Linked DNA regions of Ovis aries: region 2 is linked to region 1. The links are chromatin contacts, called in public Hi-C maps. All regions are on one chromosome and are shown on one strand. Each heading gives the region's core, a stretch centred on a gene start, on an enhancer-like site or on the middle of the called end of the contact. The rest is flanking DNA. Distances are from core to core; before and after follow the strand shown.

Evidence for each region. A called contact is a pair of places that touch in the nucleus more often than the background predicts.
Region 2: a Hi-C map of blood shows a contact between it and region 1, with 3 times the contacts expected there. The contact joins the enhancer-like site here to the promoter of INHBA in region 1. A contact is called at or near these places in 5 of 16 Hi-C or Micro-C datasets (blood, liver, skin fibroblasts and 1 more).

What each region holds. Positions count from the first base shown.
Region 1 is chr4:80,960,842-80,963,725 of ARS-UI_Ramb_v3.0, forward strand. It overlaps INHBA (inhibin subunit beta A), which reads left to right and starts at 1,408. Exons shown (of 2, transcript NM_001009458.1): 1 at 1,408-1,795. The coding sequence starts at 1,408.
Region 2 is chr4:81,200,272-81,203,104 of ARS-UI_Ramb_v3.0, forward strand. The region is part of intron 2 of LOC132659753 (a long non-coding RNA gene); the gene reads right to left. Among named protein-coding and RNA genes, the nearest start is that of INHBA, 240 kb to the left of the region's middle. Within about 2 kb of position 1,355, at least 1 of the 54 cell types and tissues checked has an H3K27ac peak or open chromatin away from gene starts, as enhancers often do.

The sequences.
Region 1 (2,884 bases), core at 158-2,657:
GGGGCAGGCTGAACAAACTACCCCATGACAGAGAAAATTATTTACCAGTATATTTTAGAGATTCTTCCCCTGCTAGGACCAGTTATTCAAGTCATAGGAGCTCACTGTTTGTATACAATAATGTGGGAAAGGCCAGCAGAATTCTGCATTTTACCTGTGAAGACAGAGCCAGTGGTGGTGAGCTGTCATCTGTGAGTGTGTGTGCCGGGCAGGAAGGATGGCCGCTAAAGACGGGACAGAGCTCACTTCACTTGACACAAGTGTGTAACCTGCTGCCTGCCTGTGGATCTTTCAATGCCCCGCTGCCTTTTGCAGTTGGAAAAAGTAGAGTGTATTATATGACCCCAAACAAAAGTTCTGTTTGCACTCCCCTCTGATCGCCTGCCAGTGTTGATGGCCCTGAACATTGAAATATGAATGAATGGGGGAAAGGACGGTCTGCAGGATTCCCTCCAGGCTAGAACAGTCAGCTGATCCCAGGGACACAGTGGCCCCTCTTCTTGACCTTCACCACCTGCCTGCCCACCTCTGGGCACCCTGAGCCTCACCTTCCAGGCAGTGGCCAGGCAGGGTGGAGGGGTACTGGGGCAGGCTGTTTCAGTCTGGTCCTCCCTGTTGATGGAGACAGGGCGTTGCTTGGGGCTTTGCTCGTCCCTCCAAAAGAGGAAGAAGGTGAAGCAAGGGGCCTGGGCAGAGAAAGAAATAGAGTGAGGGGGAAATGAAGAAGTAGTAGAACCGAATCAGGAGAATTTCCTTCCGAAGGGAAAGTAGAACTCCAGAGAATGGTGATATTTGAAGAGAGGTGTGTGTGTAAGGGAGCAGAAGGCAGGCAGCCTGTCAGAAAGAGCTGTCCCTCCCCTTCCTAATCACAGCCTTTACTCACAGACAAACTCCCTCCCTCTCCCATTCACTCACTCACTTAGGGCCAATCGCTCTGTCTCTCTGTCTCCCTCTCTCTCTCCCCCTCTCTCTTTCTCTCTCCCTCTCTCCCTCCCTCCCTCTCCCCCTTCTCTCCCTCTCTCTTCTCTCTCCCTGTCTCTCTTTCCCTCCCGTCCTCTCTCTGTCTCTGTCTCCCCCCCCCCCCACCCTGTCTCTCCCTCCCTTCCTCCTTCCCTCCCTCCCTCCCTCTCTCTTACTCGGAGACAGTCAGAACTCTCCTCCCTGACAGCCACAAACCTACAGCACTGACTGCATTCAGAGAGGGAACCTGCAAACAAAACTTCACAGAAAACTTTTTGTTCTTGTTCCAGAGAATTGACTGAAGAGGAGAAAGGAAAAAAAAAAAAAAAAGAAAGAAAGAAAAAAAAAAACCAAAAAGAAAGAAAAAAAAAAAAAACACCCTGTGCGTGAGGGGGGAGGAAAAGCAGAGCCTTTTAAAAGGGCAACACAACAACTTTTGCTGCCAGGATGCCCTTGCTCTGGCTGAGAGGATTTTTGTTGGCGAGTTGCTGGATTATAGTGAGGAGTTCCCCCACCCCGGGATCCGAGGGGCACAGCGCGGCCCCAGACTGCCCGTCCTGTGCGTTGGCCACCCTCCCAAAGGATGTACCCAACTCTCAGCCGGAGATGGTGGAGGCCGTCAAGAAGCACATTTTAAACATGCTGCACTTGAAGAAGAGACCCGATGTCACCCAGCCGGTACCCAAGGCGGCGCTTCTGAACGCGATCAGAAAGCTTCATGTGGGAAAAGTGGGGGAGAACGGGTACGTGGAGATAGAGGACGACATCGGACGGAGGGCAGAAATGAATGAGCTTATGGAGCAGACCTCGGAGATCATCACGTTCGCGGAATCAGGTGGGTGCCTGCCCGGGGATGGGGGTGGGGGGCACACTGCTCTGACAGCCCTCGGCGGCGGAACTTCTTGCCCTCCAGCTGCACCCTGCCTGGGAAGGTCATGAGTTATTAGGAGACGGTAGCGGATGGACCGCGGCGGGGGTAGGGGGGTGGGGAGCAGGGGAGAGGACCTCCCAGAGCTGGGGTGGTGGGGTCCTGGGCTGAGCCCTGGCAGGAGATGGCTAGCTTACACTTGCTCAACTAAGCCGGTCGTCCCGGAGGAAGCTCTCGGCCCAATGTGGAGCAGGAAGGCAGTCTGAGAGAGAGGCTCCCTCGCCCTGCCTGCCCGGGGAACTAGATCAGAGCAGCCAGAGGAAAGTCGGGGCATTTTCTGGTGCTGAGGGGAAGCCCGGAGGCTTCCGTACCCCATCTAAAGTTTTTACTGTGGGTGGGTGGGGTGGGTGGGGTGGGTGAGGGGATGGCGGCAAGCGCAGGAGCGGGATGGCATGGCCCAGATGAAGTCATTGTCTTAAAAACATCCCCTTTTCTTTAAAAGTCCAATCAGGGGCCACATCGAGGAGCAGGGCATATTAGTGACAGTCATTTTTACCTTTAGAAACTCTGCCTCTAAAGACACAAGCATCACATTCTAGGCAGTGAAGAACGACTTTGGGGGGTGGGGTGGGCTAGGGAACAGATGACATTGAACCGTCAGTCACTTTTGGAACACTGACTTTTGCTCTCTGAACTAAAAAAAAAAAAAAAAAAGAGTTTTGTTCTCTGTAAAGTTACTAAGAGCTCTCTGCCAAGGAATGCAACCTTGACAAAGTGCTCTCAGATACTACACTGAACTCCCACTCAATCCTTAAGAGGAAGAACTTTAATAAATAGATTCTAATCGTTGGCTGAGGACCACACTAACCTGTTGCTGAAGAAAACAATACCTGTCAAAAGGGCCTACTGGAGACCAGGGGTCAGGTTATTTTTACAGTTATGTGACCCAGATCCTTTTGCCTGCCTACAAGTCCCTGCGTGCGGCGCCTGGGCACACACAGATGTGTTAATTTCATGTTACTTTCATGGTAATGCCAAGCTAAAGAACTGCATCCC
Region 2 (2,833 bases), core at 105-2,604, 240 kb after region 1:
GCCCTGCTGGCCATAGCTAATCACTCCTCATTCCTTCCCCCCAGGATAGAATTGATCTCCAGATTCCTCTGGAGTCCCTCATGATTTAGCTTCTGTGCACCTCTCTCTGACTCCACTCCTTCCCTGACAGTTCAAGAGAGAAAGGCAGTAGCTCCTTGTTTGTTATCTATTTTATGTACTGTAGTGTGTATATGTAAATTCTGAAACCCTTAGTTCATTCTCCCTCACCCCCACCTTTTTCCTTTTGTAACCATAAGTTTGTTTACTAGGCCTGTGAGTCTGTTTCTGTTATGCAAATAAGTACATTTGTATTATTTTCTTTTAGACTCTGCATATAAGTGATATCATCTAATATTTGTCTTTCCCTGTCTGCCTTCACTTAGTTTGATAATCTGATAATCTCCAGGTCCATATATGTTGTTGCCAATGGCGTTATTCATTCATTTTACTGGCTGAGTAATATTCTACTGTATAAAAGGACCTACTATATAGCACAGGGAACGCTGCTCAATGTCCTATAATAACCTAAATGGGAAAAGAATTTGTGAAAGGATAGATACATGTATATGTATAACTGAATCACTTTGTTGTACACCTGAAACTAACACAACATTATAAATCAACATTTATAGTTTATAGTCCAATATAAAATAAAAATTAACAGCAACAAAAGAGAGTAAGGCAGGAACTCTCAACCCTGACTGCCTGAGCTTAAGTCCCACCTAGGGCCACTTTGTCTGACTTGCTTCTATTTTCTACCTAATAATCTTGGAGTACCTGCCTCTCAGGTGGTCACAAGATGAAATGGACCATTACAGTCTTGGAAAAGGGCCTGGCAGGAGTAAGTGAATGACAAATTAAAAATTATCATGAGTGGTCTGAAGTCTACCTATGAGCAAGGTTTAAATTTCTCAGTCACTCAGTCGCGTCTGACTCTTTGAGACCCCACAGACTGTAGCCTGCCAGGCTCCTCTGTCCATGGCATTTTCCAGGCAAGAATAATGGAGTGGGTTGCCATTTCTTTCTCCAGGGGAAACTTCCTGACCCTGGGATCGAATCTGTATCTCTTTCGTTGGCAGGTGGATTCTTTACTACTAAGATATGTGGGAAGTCGAAGGTTTAAATTATTTCCCAAGAAACTCCTAATCTCCCCAACCCGTTTTTCCCCTGAATAAAGCCAGATGCAGTGGGAGCTGGAGATGGGGGTGAGCACCAATGGGAGAGGATGCCAGGTATGTTCCCACTCAGCCCAGACACAGGGTTCTCACTGCTTTTCCTAGGAAGTTACAGCTTTCTTTGAAACCATATGACTAATTTTATGCATCTGTTGGACCAAGAAATACCAAAAAGGACTTATGAGTCATATACTCAGCAGTTTAGACATGTGACGTATTTGTTGAATGCACTGCACAATGAGTGGATACTTGGGAGAAGGCACAAAACTCTTTAAAATAAGGAAAAATGGATTTGCTAAAAGATGCTTACTCCTTGGAAGGAAAGTTATGACCAACCTAGATAGCATATTAAAAAGCAGAGACATTACTTTGCCAACAAAGGTCCATCTACTCAAGGCTATGGTTTTTCCAGTAGTCATGTATGGATGTGAGAGTTGGACTGTGAAGAAAGCTGAGCGCTGAAGAATTTATGGTTTTGAACATGTGGTGTTGGAGAAGGCTCTTGAGAGTCCTGGACTGCAAGGAGTTCCAACCAGTCCATTCTAAAGGAGATCAGTCCTGGGTGTTCTTTGGAAGGAATGATGCCAAAGCTGAAACTCTAGTACTTTGGCCACCTCATGGGAAGAGTTGACTCATTGGAAAAGACTCTGATGCTGGGAGGGATTGGGGGCAGGCAGAGAAGGGGATGACAGAGGATGAGATGGCTGGATGGCATCACCGACTCGATGCACATGAGTCTAGGCCTGGCGTGCTACAATTCATGGGGTCACAAGGAGTCGGACATGACTGAGCGACTGAACTGAACTGAAAAGATATACATACACAGTAGCAGGAGATGAAAAAGTTATAATAAATGAGAAGAAGCAAAGGTCTGCTTCAAAGTTTAGTGACTAACATTAAAAGGGAGAAAACAAATATTCGCTGAGCATTTGCTGAGTGTCAATGACGAACTAGACAAGTTTATAAATGTAGTGTTAACCATCACCACTCTGAGGTCCTTATTGCCAAACCCATTTTTTCCTTTTCACCTTTATTGTTTTTATGAAGGAACAGATTTACCAAAGATTCAGATTGTTAAATTGATTTAAAAGAGGGCATTGGACTGAAGCTATTCTAATACCTTATCAGCCTATACAAGCAAGCTAAAGTCTAAGCCTGAACTCTCAAGGTTAATAAATCAAAACAATGGAATATTAGTCAGCCATAAAAAGAAACAAAATTGGGTCATTTGTAGAGATGTAGATGGACCTAAAGTCCCTCAAATAGAGTGAAATAAGTCATAAAGAGAAAAACAAATATATATTGGCACATGTATGTGGAATCTAAAAAATTGGTACAGATGGACTTATTTCCAGGGGAGGAATGCAGTGGTAGACATCAGACTTGTGTGCACAGTGGAGGAAGGGGAGGGAGAGGCAAACTAGAAAGGAGCAAATGGCTAGGATTGTGTGTTAGCTGCTCAATCATGTCGGCCTCTTTGTGAGTCCATGAACTGTAACCCACCAGGCTCTTCTGTCCATGGAATTCTCCAAGCAAGAATACTGAAGTGGGTAGCCATACTCTTCTTCAAGGGATCTTCCAGACCCAGGGATCGAACCCAGGTCTCTTACATTGCAGGCAGATTCTTTACCATTTGAGCTACCTGGGAAGCCCCATAC